5 separate regions of the Mus musculus genome follow, and all the other regions are linked to region 4. A link is a contact called in public Hi-C and promoter capture Hi-C data. All regions are on one chromosome and are shown on one strand. Each heading gives the region's core, a stretch centred on a gene start, on an enhancer-like site or on the middle of the called end of the contact. The rest is flanking DNA. Distances are from core to core; before and after follow the strand shown.

Region 1 (2,887 bases), core at 173-2,672, 2.1 Mb before region 4:
ATGGAGGTCTCCTCCCACAGGCGCTTGTTACTGTGGAAGCCATTACCCAGGTGTGTGTAGTACTTCTCGATGATGACCTGGGCCGCCTTCTTCACAGTCTTGGTGTGAACTCGGCCCATGTTGGCGGGTCTCAGTAAAAAAAGGAAACTCGGGGATCCTCTCTCGCACTAAGCCTGGTGATATTAGGAATCCAGTACCAGCCGCTTTTGCAGGGTGAGCTTTCTTACTCCTTTTGTTAGAATTTTCTTCTATCTTAAGCACCAAGGATAGCATAACTGGGCTGATGGTTTACAAAACAAAAGCAAATATTTATTTTAAATGGAAGAGTTAACATATACAAGAAAAACAAAAACAAACAAACAAAGGAGAGATTGCTCAGTGGTTATGAGTATTAATGCTCTTGGAGAGGACCCTGATTCAATTCCAAAGTCCACATGGTGATTCACAACTTTCTGTATCTTCAGTTTCAGAGGATCCCACACGCTCTTCTGGTCTTATTGGGCACTAGGCACACACATGGAATTCATACCTAACATGCAGGCAAATCACTCATACACATAGACCTTTTAAAATAGTATATGGAAATAGCATCTTTCCATCATTCAACTACTTGTATGGCCAATCTTGTTCCTCCTATACCCTAGTCTTCTGCCCTGCTTCCACCAAATACTCCTGAGCAGATGCTAGATGTCTTAGCTTTACGTGAATATTTCTGAAAGATATTCTTATAAAGGCACAACCTTTGTCTGGTTATCTTTTGCTATCGACTATATAAAAGATACATGAAAAGTGTTTACATACATCGTTTGGGGAGGCAAATAATTTCCTTTGAAGAAAGTGCTACATTGTCCATGTTTGAAAACGATCTTAGGACGTGCGGTGTTCATACTGTAGTTAAAACTACACTAAATCATCTCTGGAGCTTGACTTCCAACTTGCAGATCTTTGACTTAGCTTAATGAACTTGGGACCTCTAAAGTTTTTTAAACTTTTGGAAAGAAAGGCATGGCGAGGGATTTCTTTTCCCCATCAGGCCGAAGCATGTTAAAACTTGTGTCCTTTCCTCCTGGGTGTACAAACTGGTAAGATTACCACCATGGGCTTTGTGAACAGGCCTGGAAGAGTCGCGTTTCGGGTCACGCCTGCTCTCGGCAGGCGGTCCAGGCCGGCTGGCTCCCTTGTGACCGACTGCACTGCCTGAGTCTTGCAGGCGACACTGGGCGTTCCCTCCCTTTCCGGCCTTGGACAGTTTTGTTTTGGATCTTACTTCCCAGTCAAGGAGAGGCTCCCTGTTGACCAAAGGTTTCCCAGTCTCCTTGGGGTGGCCGGCTGCCAAGTTTCCTTAGTCCCAGTCTGCCAGGACCTGGGACTGCTGGAGATCCTAGAAGGCCAGGACGCTGGACGCGAGGGGGCGTGGCCCTATTAGCTCCGCCCCCCGGGCCTGCGGGTAGCTCGACTCCCGCCAGCCCCGGAGGCTCGCGCAGACTAAGCTCTGTACCATTCCTTGCGAACGCTCGGACCCGGACAGGCTGCGCGCACGCGCACTCGGGAGCGACAGTCAGGCTCTCGCCCCGTGGTGGCGGCGGCCGCGCCTGCCGCTAGGTGGCGCATGCGCCCTAGAGGGCGCGGGCGGTCTCTGGGAAGAAGGCGGCGGCGGCGAGAGGCGGGGGCGCCGTAGGGGCCGGTCCGTGTTTACACAGCGGCGGGCGGGTGCGGACGCGGAACCCGGCGCGGCGGCGGCGGCGGCGGCGGCGGCGGCAAGATGGTCATGGCGCATTTCGTGGAGAATTTCTGGGTGAGCGGAGGGTGTTGGGGACGCCGCGGGCTTCGGTTTCTCCCCGCGGCCTGCGTGCGCGGCGGGCGGCGGCTCCTCGGGCGGCCGAGCGAGAGTCCACGGCCCCGGGGTTGCCCGGCCGAGCTCCCGCGGGCCACGGCTCTCCGGCCACCCGCCTCCTCCGGGTTGGCCACTGCGCGCGGCGCCCGGGCTGGCAGCGCGGCCCGGGAGTCTCGGCGGGGACTCCAGAGGGCCGGCGGCGCCGGGCGGGGACAAAGCGCCGACGGGGCGTGCGTGCGCGGCGTCCGGCGCGGGGAGCCGGGCACCCGGCTGGTCGGCTTCCCGCGGCGCAGGCCCGGGACCCCACGCAGAGTCCGTGCAGGGCCGAGCGGGCTCGGCACTTCCTCTTGGCCGCGCGGCTGGGCTGGTGGGGGCTGCGCCCAGGACTTTGCCTTCAGGCCTGCTCACAAAGCCCGTGGAAGTTGGGTTTCGTGGACCTTCCTCGGGCTCCCCACACCCCTCTAGTCTCCTCGCCGTGTGATTTCGTGCAGTTGCTGTTAGCCGATCGTGGCAAGTACGCTTCTGCCATGAACAGGAAAGTTACGTGTTTACTCAGGTATCTTGGCCGAACTTGGGTTTTCGTGGCCCGACAGTTGCAAATACGGCACCACTTTCATTTAGGTAAGGTGTTGAAAGGAGTCAGCTTTCAGTCATGCCAGCTACTGCTAGCTGAGATTCTTAATTCAGTCTCAAGCACGGGCTTGAATACAATCAGTTCATGGTTATTTGTTTTGAATGTTAATTCGCTTTTCGCAATCATCTGTACTCGGTGGTGTTTTTAAAGAGCGGTTTTATGCATGCACTTAAAGTGTATACTGTGAAGAGTTCCTCATTGTTTTTTTGCAAACATCACCACAGTCAATTTTAGAACAATTTCATAACCTCAGAAAAAATCCCTTACCGGTTAGGAGTCATTCCCAGTTTGCCCCTTGTCTCGGTCCCTAGGCAACCGATCTGCTTCTACAGTTCCGTCCTTTCTGGACCCGGCTCTCTGATGACTATTTCACTTACCATAGTATTTTCAAAGGTAATCCACGAGATAATACATATTAC
Region 2 (2,700 bases), core at 128-2,627, 2.3 Mb before region 4:
TACTCTATCTAACTTCTATTAAATCAACATTTAAAAATGTTTATTTTATTTGATAGAGACAAAGTTTCTCTGTGTAGGCCAGGCTGGCCTGGAACTCAGCAATCTGTCTGCCTCTGCCTCTGGAGTGATGGGACTAAAAGTGTGGGCTGCCATGCCTGGCCATATTTTAGTAATTTTAAATATTTTCCCTTTCAATTTTCAGCTTTCTGATGATAAAAACCATCTTTTAGTCTCAAACTTTGAGTTAAGCTAATTGTAACACTAAAAAGTATTACAAGTGAAGATTTTTAAGCTTCTTAATAAATAAGTTGTAAATATTTAGCATTTTTCAAGAATTAGGTACAATAATTTTACCTGTAAAGTGTATGGAGAGCAATCACTGCCTAAACAAGAAGTATGTAACACTAAGGCAGTTGAAAGCACTGATGTGAAGATAATTCTCGCTGGCCACTCACTCAGAAAAAAGGACCACCTTGCTGTGCATATTTAAAATACTCATACGTGGTAAGTTTGTGTAAAAATAACCAGGCAGGGAAGAACGATTCTTCCAAGACCGGGTTTCTCAGTATAGCCCTGGCTGGCCTTGAACTCAGAAGTCTGCCTGACTCTGCCTCCCAAGTGCTGGGATTAAAAGCGTGTGCTACCACTGGGAAGAACAATTCACCTCTCTTCATTACCATTATTGCAACTGGCTTGAAAAGTGCCTACCTCTCCCATTTTAAAACACTTTCAGCTTGAAGTTACAGTACCTCTCTGGTGGTGGCTGTATAAGGAGAGAGGAGAGCTTATTATCTCCAAGCTCAGGGAACTAGCTTTATAGTAGAAACATACCTAGAGATGTAAACCTAATTTTCTAAATCATTTCATTTGGTTTTATATGGTAGTTTCGTGCTACATCAGCACATTTCAGAAGCCCCTGTGTTATCAAGGGGGCCGCCGTCCGCCCACACCCTTCTGCCTTGTCCCAGGAAAGCTGTAACAGTTCGACTGTGGGACGAGCGGCCTGGTGGGTGTCGCCGGGCTCTGGGCTCGGCGGTCTCCCGGGGGGGACACGAGTGCACTCCGGGCACGCACGTCACCTGCCGCCGGAAGGGCCGTGCATCTGGGCGTTCACACTCAACGGGCTGGGCAGCGGAGGCCGCGACTGAGCCCCAGGCTGGCTTGTGGGGGCTGCAGTGGGCGCGAGGGGGTGTGAGGCGGGCACGGGGCCGAGGCGTCGACCCCGGGACCCCGCTTGGTGAAAACCGCTGGGGCGCGCCGCCCGCCCGCCCGCCTTCCCGACGCAGGCCAGCAGGCCCAGGCCGCAGTTTTCCCAGCCCCGTCGCCGTTGCCAAGGCGACCGCCGCCGAAGATTCCCGCGCCGGGCTCCGCCCCCCGGCCAATCGGACCGGCGCTCGCCGGAGCCCGGATTCTCTTTGTTCCGCAGCCATTTCAGGCCCCGGACGGGAGGCAGCGCCGCTTCGGCAGAAAGGCCCGAGCGCCGGAGGCCTCTGGGATGGTGTGGGACCGGGTAGGTTGGCGTGAGGGTGCGTGGCCAGGGCGGAGGCGGGTGGGAAGCGGCCCGAGCGAGCTCCGACCGGCCGCCGCGCCGAGGGGACCGCGCTCCGCTGTCCGCCCTCTCGGACGGGGCCTGGCCGTTTGGAGCCCGCCGGCGACGGCGCGGTTCTAAGCCCAACAGCTGCGGTCCCGGGCGCCCTGCGGGTCCCGGACAGGGCAGGCGGCGCCCCAGGAGCGGGAGGTCGGTCCTGGGGGTGGCGGGAGGCTGGCGGGCCGAGCCGCTGCGATGCCCGTCAGGCCGCACGGTGCGAGGGCCCGAGGTCGCCGGTCTTTGTCCCGGAGCCTCGCACACTCCGGTTTCTGCAGCCAGCTGATCCGTCTCCCCCGAGGGCCTGCTGGCCTCGCGACCTGTGAACATAATTTTAATGTTTGTAACTACGGGTTTTGCTTAGGTTTGTGGGTTTTGCACGTCTGCCTCTGTCTGCCCACGCCACGGGGAAGGGCCGCCGAGGAACAGACCCGCCACCACAATCAAACTGGCTTTAGAAAGGCTTTCTTCCTCTTAGAAATGATCTCGCGGGGCTTAATTTTTTTTAATCACGTGGGGTTTGCAGGGATTGTTTACAGTTTCACTTTGTTACGCCAGTCGCGAATCAGCTGTTAACTGTAGAAACGAAGTCAGAGGCTGTCCACTAGTTGGGGAGATTGTATTAAGAAGCTTAGTATGTCCTGTTCGAAAAACAGTGATGGCTTCAATGAGTACGTAAGCAATGCTTTTCCCCCCTAAAGAGAAGACGCTCCTTAAATGCAAAATATTCGGTGAAATCAGTATTTGGAACTGACCTGTCTGTCTGCAATGTGCACGCTCAGACGTGTTCATCTTTAGGATACCAAAAGTACCTGCTGGGTTTTGAGTTTCCCTATCGAAACTTTCACTTAAGTGTGGTAAGAAAGTGTGCTAATGAAGTAAGTGGATGGTTTGTAGTTGGTGAGAAGTGATCCTTGTTACTGTCCTGTAACCCTCCGTCCTGGTTCTAGAGAATGGCTGGTCTATGTGGAAATTTGCAAGTGCAAAGGAAAAATACTACTTTAGAGGTGGCCGATTTATTTTAAACTCCTTGACACTTGCCGTGTGTGGGTGAATAGTGGTTTGGCAATTCAGCTTTTACTTGAGTCCGTGTACACCTACTGCACTGTGAGTGG
Region 3 (2,824 bases), core at 20-2,519, 2.7 Mb before region 4:
TTTATCTTCAACTTAAATTTAAATAGCTACAAGTACTAGCAACTACCAAGTTGGGATAGCTTCAGAGTATAAACTGCCAAAGTAAAGGTTCTCTCAAGTTGCTCTGTGTAGTTTCCATTCCTTTGTTACAATAGTTGCCCCAGCCATTATAAGCAACCAACTTACTCTCCTGTATCTACTAGTGTGGGTCTTATGAAACTTCAAAGAATTTACTACCAATCACAATTAAATATGCCAAATAGCTCTACAAAGCACTCTTAGTGCCAAATATTGTTCGTATCAATTTGTCAAATGTGTGATATGAAGTGTTCTTGCCAGGTAGTTCAAACACTTTATCTTTAGAAAACTCTTGAGGACAACTGTGGAGTTTTTAAATGGCTGTACACTTACAGGAGTGAGAGCAAGTGAGCATTGCTTCTCTTTTTGTGACTGGTGTTAAGGGAGTCTGATTGAAAACAAGCAGCATTGCAAACATCCAAGTGTGGTTAGTTCATTTTACTTCTGTTATCTGGCACATCTTCAAGGATTACGAGATTGTAAGCACTACAAACTCGGGTTTTGCAAAAACTTCAAAACGTATTTTCACCATTAGGTACCCTAAAAAGGCTTTGAGTGATTATGTGATTCAACTCAAGCCATCAAATCGCTCTGCTTGTTTACCTACTGGTGGAAAAAAAAAAAAAAAAAGAAATGTCAGGCAGAAGTTGTGGCCAAGGTCACCAGGTAAAGTGAGGCTAGTGTTGAAAAATTCTTTCAGGAGATGAAGACCAAGGGTTCGGGTCATCAAGTACAAGGCAGTGAGGGAAAACTTTTGCCTGATGACCCTCCAAAGAAATCTCAGGGGAAGAAAACTGTTCTAGCCCACGGAGTGAACATATTTGGGTTTTTCATGATCACCAAGAAGTCTACTAATTTAATACATTAAACTTGCAAGACATACGCAGAACCTCATGCTACAGCCTTCCCCTACTTTTCAAAAGTTTGGAATGGCGGGTACTAGCCTTAAAGAAGAGGGATTATTTTTCCTTTCTGGGTTACCAATACCCTAAACGGCTTCTCTAGCAACCGGATCCCAGACGCACTTATGCGCTTCCTGGAAGCCCATCACCCCCTTCCTTCAATAAACAGCGTGCTGGGAGGCCTAAATGGAGCTGCAGCTCCAAGGCAGCAGCCACCAACCTGCGAGGCAAAGGCGAGACGCGTCTAGTCGCCGAGCCAGGAGCATCCCACACCGCACCATGGGAGCCGCCATCTTGGAGCGCACCAAGTGGAAGGCGGGCGTGGGGGGACAGGCACAGAGCCCGCCTCCGCCGGAAGTGGTCCTACCACCTCAGAGGTCCCCCCTGCCCGGGTCCCGCAGATGGTGCAGCCCGGCCCGGAACAACATGGCTACAGTGTTTCGGCCCCTGGAACGCCTGCGGGTGCCGCGTCCTTCGCTGCATCCCGGGGTGACGGGCTCAGGCTCCGCCTGCTGCCGCTGCACTCTCGGAGGTACGAGCGGCCGCACGCCTGGAAGGAGGGAGGGTGGAAGAGAAGGGAGCGTGAGCCCACCGCGGCCTCTCTTTTTGGAGGAGGCTCGTGCGCCCTTTCCCTTTTGCTGCACGCGTGAGCAGCCCGGTTTGCTTCCGGACTGTGAACCCCTCTGCTCTGTGCCTGGAAAGCAAAGGGCAGCTAGGGACTGCACTTGCAAAGGTCCAAGTTGCTCTTCGAGAACATACCTCAGTCGTCGGGTGTCCTTTTCTGCAAGGTTTTGGTGCGGAGTTTAAGAGATGGGAACCCAAGCTGTGCTGCTTACATTCTCAAAGACTCGAGGCAGGCGTCCTCATCCCCCAAATTATTCCTTACCGCCTTTCTGAAGGCGTGACTGCTATTGATAATAAAATTATTATAATGTGGGCGCGCACACACACACATAGCATCCAGTGACAGAGGTACCCTTCTTCATTTACAGAATAGGAAGTAGACAAGGTTGTCACTCGCCCAAGGTCACAGGGAGCTGGCAGATGCTGTATTTGAACTAAAGACCCAGATCTGACAGCGTCACAGGACTGCCTTTTCATAAACAACTATTTTTGTTACTACCTTACTGTGTCAGATCTCAGTGCACGGTTCATCTGTTTTTATCTCATGCACAGCCAACGATGCAGAAGGGTACATTCCAGACTTGCTGATCTGTGGTCAGTGATTTCTGATCTAGGGTTACTGAGTCCAGATCTGAAAGGCTATCTTCAGTGCCGAAGTTTCAAAACTGGAAGTCATGATATAGCTTTTCCCAATATTTCATGTTTCTCCCAAAATAAACCAAGCAAAAGTGTGTGTGTGTGTGTGTGTGTGTGTGTGTGTAGGTGTCTGCAGTGTGTGTGTGTGTGTGTGTAGGTGTCTGCATTGCTAGCCCCCAACTAGATAGCAAATGCCCATTTGTTCTTCATAGCTCATCTTGTCAACCAGTCTTCACACTCCATCAATCCCTACCTCTTTCAAATGTAAGACTTGCATTCAATACTTGACTGGAGATGTTTGCTTCTCACCAGGGATATATAGTATTTGTACCTCTCTGGATGGATCCTTTAGAGGCAACCATGCTCTTATTTGCTGCGGGGGAGGGGGAGAGCAATCAAAATGACTTTATTTTCTTTTTCTACTTTTTAGCTAAAAGATACCTACTCACAGATAACATTGTGAAGTTAAAGGAATTTCAACATAAGAAGATAGCTATTGCATATAACCTACCTGGCACCAAAGGTAATATCTGTTTTATTAATTCTTTAATCGTCTGTCATTCATATTTCTCCTTTGTCTCTATTCACTCTTTCAAGACCTATCT
Region 4 (2,959 bases), core at 274-2,773:
ACTTTTTGGAGTGTTTCGTAAAGATATGAACAAAGGCTCTATATTAAGCCAGTGGAAGGTAACTCTAGAAGCCCAGCTTTAGATGTGGAATGAAATCTTAGTTTTCCAATTGATTCAAGTTGTTTAGAGCATGTTCTTTGTGTGAAATGGGAGCAATCCCTATTTTATAACAACGATGAGACTCTAACCAGGTACTTTTTTAGTTTATGAAAAGTACTACTGAACATATAGTGTTTTAAGAGATGGCTCATCGGTTAAGAGCACTTCAGTTCTTCAGAGAATTCAGATTCAGTTTCCACTTACATGGCAGCTAACAACCATCTTACGTAACTCCAGTTCCAGAGGATCCCCCACCCTCTTCTTGCTATTCCTTGGGCACTGTTCTGTACATGTAGTGCACAGCAGCACACACACACACACACACACACACACACACACACACACAGAAACAGAGAGCGCACAAAAACAAAAGGAGTTATGTACCAATTGCTCTCTTTACGACATTTCCACATAAAACAGTAAGACAAGTCATAGACTATTACGGAAGTGCTATGGGCGTTCAGAAGAGAGATATGACATATGTTTGAGAGAATCAGGAAAGGAGGTGGCATATGAATGATCCTTGAGGTATAATTAGGATTTCAAAATTTAAAGTGGGTAGGTATATCCGGGCTAAACTAAGACCATGAGCAGGGGTGTCAAAAGCGATTCAGTACAATCGAAGGGTAAGTTACTCTAGGCTAACACAGGGATAGAGTTGTGTAGGTGAAATGGGGTTGGGCCATACTGGAGGCTGATTTAGGGGCAGGTGTATGGCATAAGAGGAAGATTACTGCAGCAGAAACGCCAGAAGCAGAAGGTGTAAGCACCCGAGAGTGGGAAGACCAGTTAGGAGAGGTTATTGCAAGTTTGAGTTAAGGGCTTGATAAAGGCCTTCAGCCAGCAGGAGAGCAGAGGGAATTCAGAGACGACACTGGAGAGGGACTCTTCAGCAAGAATCCAGTGTGCGACAGGTGACCTAGATAGCCGGAGCCATTAGCACTGATGGGTATGTCACAGGGGGTTTGGGCTGCAAGTCCCTGCCACATTTCGTTTTCTTTTTTAAATTCCTCTTTTTTTTTTTTTCAGAGCTCTACTACTTCCCCACAGATCTCTCTACTAACTGGGCTTTTTCTTTTCAACCTTAACCCGCGTTCACGCTCCAACTCTAACACGGTGGCCTCCCGTGGTCTTCCCACGGGGGCAAGACCCTGCAGGTCAAACTCTGAGTTCGGGGTACTCCACCCGCGGCATCCCCTGTTCCCCGCGCGGGCGGCGTCCTTGCAGGCGCCCCTCGGCTCGGAGACCAATAGGAAGGCCGCGATGCTGGGACCCGACCCGTCATTGGTTGGCTCTGCCGTGGTGAGAGATGGTGCGGTGCCCGTTCTCCGCCCGGGTGCGAGCAGTGGGCGGTTGTTAGGGAGACCGTTCGTGACGTAGGCCGTCAGGCTGAGCAGCCGCCCGACGATTGGCTAGGGGATCGGACGATCCTTCCTTATTGGCGGCCCGCTGGCGGCCTGGAGCGTGCGTAAGCGCAGTTCCTTCCGCCCGGGGCTCCGTTGGCTGGAGACGGCAGCTGGGCCGGCTTGGCCTCCATTGAGATCCGGAGGTGAGCTGGCGGACGCTGGGGACCGGCGGGACAGCGGGTCTCGCGCTCCGCCTGGGCTCACGAGGCGGCTGCGAACCGAGGGGACCGCGAGGACACGTCCTTGAGGCCCGGCGGCAGGGCGGCGGCCAGGGAACCCGTGGGCCGGGTGGGCCTGAGGGCCAGTGCAGCGACGGGGCGTCCGTGGGTTCAGTCCGGAGGGCGCTGTGCTGACCCGGCGGTCACGGTCATCCGTGTACGAGTGCCTGGCAGAGGGGACAGCGGGAGCCCTAGAGAACAAGGGTTCACGCCCAGGCGCTGCCTTGCGGCAGGACCCGTCTTTAAAGTGATGGAGATGTAGGCTGCAAATTGACCCGATCCGCGTGGGTACGGCAGGTTGTGCTCTTCCTAGTGGGCCCGGAGGAGGATGCGAGGTCTGTACAGGCACAGCTAGCCCTCCGAAGTCGGTCTCTCGACCTTTATGTTATAGTCTTTCTCCTAAGGGGCGTAGTCTCATTGATACTGATGTCAATTTACCTTATGCACCTATTGGAATTATTTGGTTTGAATGAAGAAAATGGCCTTAGAGGTTCGCAAGTAAAACAGTAGACTTCTGAGGTTGGGCGAAGTTAATAGTCTTTCATCGAAAGCGGACAGATGGAAATCTTTCCTCTCTTGAGGTTGTATCTTTTCGGGCTAAGGCCTGTAAAGGCACAGGAAACGTCTGTTACTGGCTCTTTACTTACAAAGTCGTTGTGTACAATTAAAGCATCACACGAAGTAGGGAATACATTTTGTTTGGTTACTTGTGATTTATTTGTATTTTATTTATCGTAGGGCAAAAGTCTTGGATCTACATTGGGCTGCGTTTTGTGGGCTTACTTGGTCGTAGTGCCTTTCTAGAACTTGACCAGGCAAGATAAAGGGTGTGCTTGCTCACACTGCTATATTTTTGTCTAATTTGTAGACTGTGAGCTATATTCTGGGATCAGTTTCTGAATCCTTAAATCTATCTTGAAATTGTGCTTTTTTTTTTTTTTTTAAGTTCTTAAAATAGTAGTTCTTTATGGTTCCACTTAATACTTTGGTCAGAGAACTTGACCATGAAGAGGAGATGGACTTAGAAACTGGTAATGTATGGTAAAGTTGGGTACAGAACTTGTTTTCTGTGCAAGGTGATGATGGCCCCCTTTGATGGATGGGTAGGTTAAGAATGCTGAGTGTTCATCCTGTTGGGATTAGACGTGGCTACAGTGTAGGATTAGGGGGTCTTACCCTCAAAGGGACAACCTGCACATATCAGTGTAGATATTTTCTAATCAAAGAGTGGGTTGT
Region 5 (3,107 bases), core at 174-2,673, 2.3 Mb after region 4:
GTTCCAGTTTGAGGCCAACCTGAGCTACAGAACAAGATTGTCTCTAACCACCTTCCCCACCAATTATTATTTTAGTTACACCTCTTAATATCCATAAAACTATCAACCAAGTTTCCTTACCTTAAGTGGGTAGAATCTAGTGATAGTCTATTATGTTTTACTATACTGCGTAACAATAAGAGAACAAAAATTTAAAAAGAATGTGTAATGGCATGGTGGTGTGTGCACTGGAGTAGCAGAGGCAGGAGGATTTCTCTGAGTTTCAGGCTAGCCTGCTCTACCTAGTGAGTTCCAGGCCAGCCAAGGTTACACAGTGAGACCCTGTCAGAAAGAAAAGGGAGGGGAACGACAAATAATCTAAGTTGTCATAATTCTGTACATTTATCCACAGCCCATCAACACGCCAAAATGTAAAACCCAAACTAAAACAGAACCCGCTAAGGATGTTTTCAATTCTTGGCGGTATTTGACGCGAACCATAAGTAACTTTTTACAAAAATCAGTATACACGGTTGGTGCTTATTTTTAAAATTCATACTATTTGTAAAGAACTAGAACTGGGTTTGGTTCACAACAACACTCTATTTAAATATTATCTCAGTGCTTCAGTGGGGGCGGGGAAGTACCCTGGTGCAAAGATCATCACATGAAAAACGCCAAAGGTGGTAGAAAAAATAAGTTTGTCATTTATACAAAACCCCCAAACCACCGCTTAGTCCCTACATTATAGGGTCCCAATAAGCAGCAGGCCCACTCCCCACTCCCTTCCCCAAATACCCTCGTCACCTTTAAATAAATGACTTTCTCGAGGTCTGATCCTGTAGACCTCAAATTCACTAGAAGTTCAAAATTCAAACTCCTGTGCGCAGCCCAGATCAACTCAGTCAACGGTTTGGGAAGTGGAACCTCGGCTCACCAACTGGTTTGCTTTTTCCCCCCCACACACACCAAAGTTTGAAGACCACAGGCGCCGCCTTGGGCGTCCCCAGACGTCCCCAACAAGCCCCGCACCCGGCGGGGCCACCCCCACCCACCCACCCACCGACCCACCGCAGCGGGGGCGGCAGGGAGGTTCCCCAGGAACCGAGAGCAGCCCGGGCGGCCGCCTCGCGTCCCGGCAGCGCTCCCGCACCCCGAACCCCGGTCCTCACTTCTTCCAATCGCTGCTGAAGAGGCCGAAGGCGCCCGAGGGAGAGATGGTCGAGGTGGCCTCCTGCCCGAGCTCCGCCGCCTCCCCTCCTCCCGACTGCTCGTTGTAGGCGAAACTGTTGCTAGACATCGCGGGCGGTGCTGGCCAGCAGGCGGGTGCGGGAGAGAGCGTGCGGGGTCCTCTACGGATGGCTGGCGTTCGGAGGACACCGAACCAAACTAGTTCTGGGGCGGAGGGGGCGCGCGCCGGCGCTTCCGGGCTCGTCACTGCTCCGGCTGACCGGGCGGCCCACCCCCTGCGCGTGCGCACTGTGTCCGTGCGGGCCCGCGCCTGCCGCTCCCGGTGCGCTAGATTGTCGCGCTCCGGGTGTTAGGGGCTGCCGGGAAGCTACACTCGGGACCCTTAACAGGAAGCTGGGGTTTTGCACCGGGTCAGCCGGAGAGTCGTGGGCACGTAAAGAACTGGATATGAGGCCCTTGGATGCGTTTTGGTGGAGGAGATCTCAGATCCTCCAGGGTTCGTTGCTTCTCTTCTGCTGTCCACTGATCGCTCCCCGATGGCTCCTGAAACGCGGTGCACAGGTCGGAAGAACTTGGCTTCAGCGGCCACAAGCTCTCAGCCCTCGAGGCTGGCTTCCGCCCCTCTCACAGCCAGAGTGGCCTGACGTTCTAGACGTGAAAGCTCCTCCTTCGGAGGAGGCTTTCAGGATCTGCGCGGAGGCGATCATCCGCCTGCAAGCTTTGCCTAAGTTTTTCCTGGGGCCCGAGGTTCTTACTTGAAGTTCGAGGCTTGCGTCCTGCCCGCAGTCAGCTGCCGCGAGCTAAGCCTGGGCCAGAAGCTGGAGTGCGCTCTCCTCCGAGCGCCGCCTGCTTCCACTCTTGGGCAAGTGGCTTTCCAACAACACCTAAGCAGCAAGATGGGATGGTTTCTGGCTGCAGAACTGCAACCCTTCTGTCCCGGGCAGCTTTCCAAGAGGACCCTCACCAGCCTCCCTGGTGACTACCGTTCCTTCGTTCCTCTTTCCCTACACATGCGGTCCAGAAAGGACTGAATACCTGCAGCCCTGCAGCAAATCACCAAAACCCAAGGGTAGCACCAGGCAAACACCAAGGTCCCACCAAGATTTCTCGACTTGACTGAAAGATTGCGTTGTCTCTCGGAAAACACGCTCCTCCTTAGTGCTAGGAGAGAGAGGAGCAATCAGCCTCCAAACTGACCAAACGTTGGCGGTTAATTAGCTTTTCAATACACCTATCCAGACAGTGTTCGAGCATCGCAAATATGTTTCTTCCCAGTGTTGATGATATTGATAGATTTGTAGAATCTCTCCTACGACTGACTGATCGATGGTGATGATACATAACAAGGTGTTATATGATGCTTAGCTTATACCCCAGACACTATACTAAGTGGTGTGCATGGATAAATTCATTTACTACGGGAAGACACTAGGCTTTGCTTATTTTGTCAAGTAATGACAATGTGAACACATCCTCAGTACAAAATATACCTGAGTATATAATTGTTTTTATTTTGGAATGTAAACGCTTTTACTAGATATTCTAAATTGCTCTCCTACCATTTACGTATGAGAGGGATTTCCTCACATTCTCATAATTTTGTCATAATGTGATATAGATTTTTGTGTTCTAATTAATTTTTATATTCATGTTGATAATGAATATGATTATCTTTCATGTGAGTTTTTTTTTCACATGGACATGTTAATCCAATTTATCTTGAATAGTTCATTTTCTTTTTATTATTATTTTATTAGGTATTTTCTTTTTTTTAAGATTTATTTATTTATTATATGTAAGTACACTGTAGCTGTCTTCAGACACTCCAAAAGAGGGCATCAGATTTCGTTACGGATGGTTGTGAGCCACCACATGGTTGCTGGGATTTGAACTTGGGACCTTTGGAAGAGCAGTCAGCACTCTTAACCACTGAGCCA

Evidence for each region. Promoter capture Hi-C pulls out the DNA fragments that hold promoters and counts their contacts. Hi-C and Micro-C count contacts between places; a contact is called where the count stands out from the background. Capture Hi-C pulls out chosen DNA fragments and counts their contacts.
Region 1: a Hi-C map of B cells shows a contact between it and region 4, with 6 read pairs. The contact joins the promoter of Fcho2 here to the promoter of Hmgcr in region 4. A contact is called at or near these places in 2 of 39 promoter capture datasets (erythroid cells and liver), 1 of 484 Hi-C or Micro-C datasets (B cells) and 1 of 115 datasets of contacts at active chromatin or transcription factors (astrocytes).
Region 2: a contact with region 4 is called in a promoter capture Hi-C map of pre-B cells, with 3 times the contacts expected there. The contact joins the promoter of Tnpo1 here to the promoter of Hmgcr in region 4.
Region 3: a contact with region 4 is called in a promoter capture Hi-C map of liver, with 2.8 times the contacts expected there. The contact joins the promoter of Mrps27 here to the promoter of Hmgcr in region 4. A contact is called at or near these places in 1 of 39 promoter capture datasets (pre-B cells), 1 of 115 datasets of contacts at active chromatin or transcription factors (bone marrow-derived dendritic cells) and 1 of 9 other capture datasets (liver).
Region 5: a promoter capture Hi-C map of pre-B cells shows a contact between it and region 4, with 4 times the contacts expected there. The contact joins the promoter of Ap3b1 here to the promoter of Hmgcr in region 4.

Annotation. Positions count from the first base shown.
Region 1 is chr13:98,813,984-98,816,870 of GRCm38.p6, reverse strand. It overlaps Fcho2 (FCH domain only 2), which reads left to right and starts at 1,422. Exons shown (of 26, transcript NM_172591.3): 1 at 1,422-1,795. The coding sequence starts at 1,763. Gm34995 (a long non-coding RNA gene) reads right to left here and starts at 890. Exons shown (of 3, transcript XR_382806.4): 1 at 802-890. It also overlaps the pseudogene Gm18134.
Region 2 is chr13:98,925,061-98,927,760 of GRCm38.p6, reverse strand. Tnpo1 (transportin 1) reads left to right here and starts at 1,377. Exons shown (of 24, transcript NM_178716.3): 1 at 1,377-1,510. The coding sequence starts at 1,496. It overlaps Gm52051 (translation initiation factor IF-2-like), which reads right to left. Exons shown (of 2, transcript XR_003950643.1): 1 at 355-2,700.
Region 3 is chr13:99,343,231-99,346,054 of GRCm38.p6, reverse strand. It overlaps Mrps27 (mitochondrial ribosomal protein S27), which reads right to left and starts at 1,269. Exons shown (of 11, transcript NM_173757.3): 1 at 1,180-1,269. The coding sequence starts at 1,252. It overlaps Ptcd2 (pentatricopeptide repeat domain 2), which reads left to right and starts at 1,377. Exons shown (of 10, transcript NM_026873.2): 1 at 1,377-1,491; 2 at 2,650-2,742. The coding sequence starts at 1,386.
Region 4 is chr13:96,669,500-96,672,458 of GRCm38.p6, reverse strand. Hmgcr (3-hydroxy-3-methylglutaryl-Coenzyme A reductase) reads left to right here and starts at 1,523. Exons shown (of 20, transcript NM_008255.2): 1 at 1,523-1,648.
Region 5 is chr13:94,357,276-94,360,382 of GRCm38.p6, reverse strand. Ap3b1 (adaptor-related protein complex 3, beta 1 subunit) reads right to left here and starts at 1,423. Exons shown (of 27, transcript NM_009680.3): 1 at 1,152-1,423. The coding sequence starts at 1,279. It overlaps Gm9776 (predicted gene 9776), which reads left to right and starts at 1,460. Exons shown (of 1, transcript NR_045619.1): 1 at 1,460-3,107.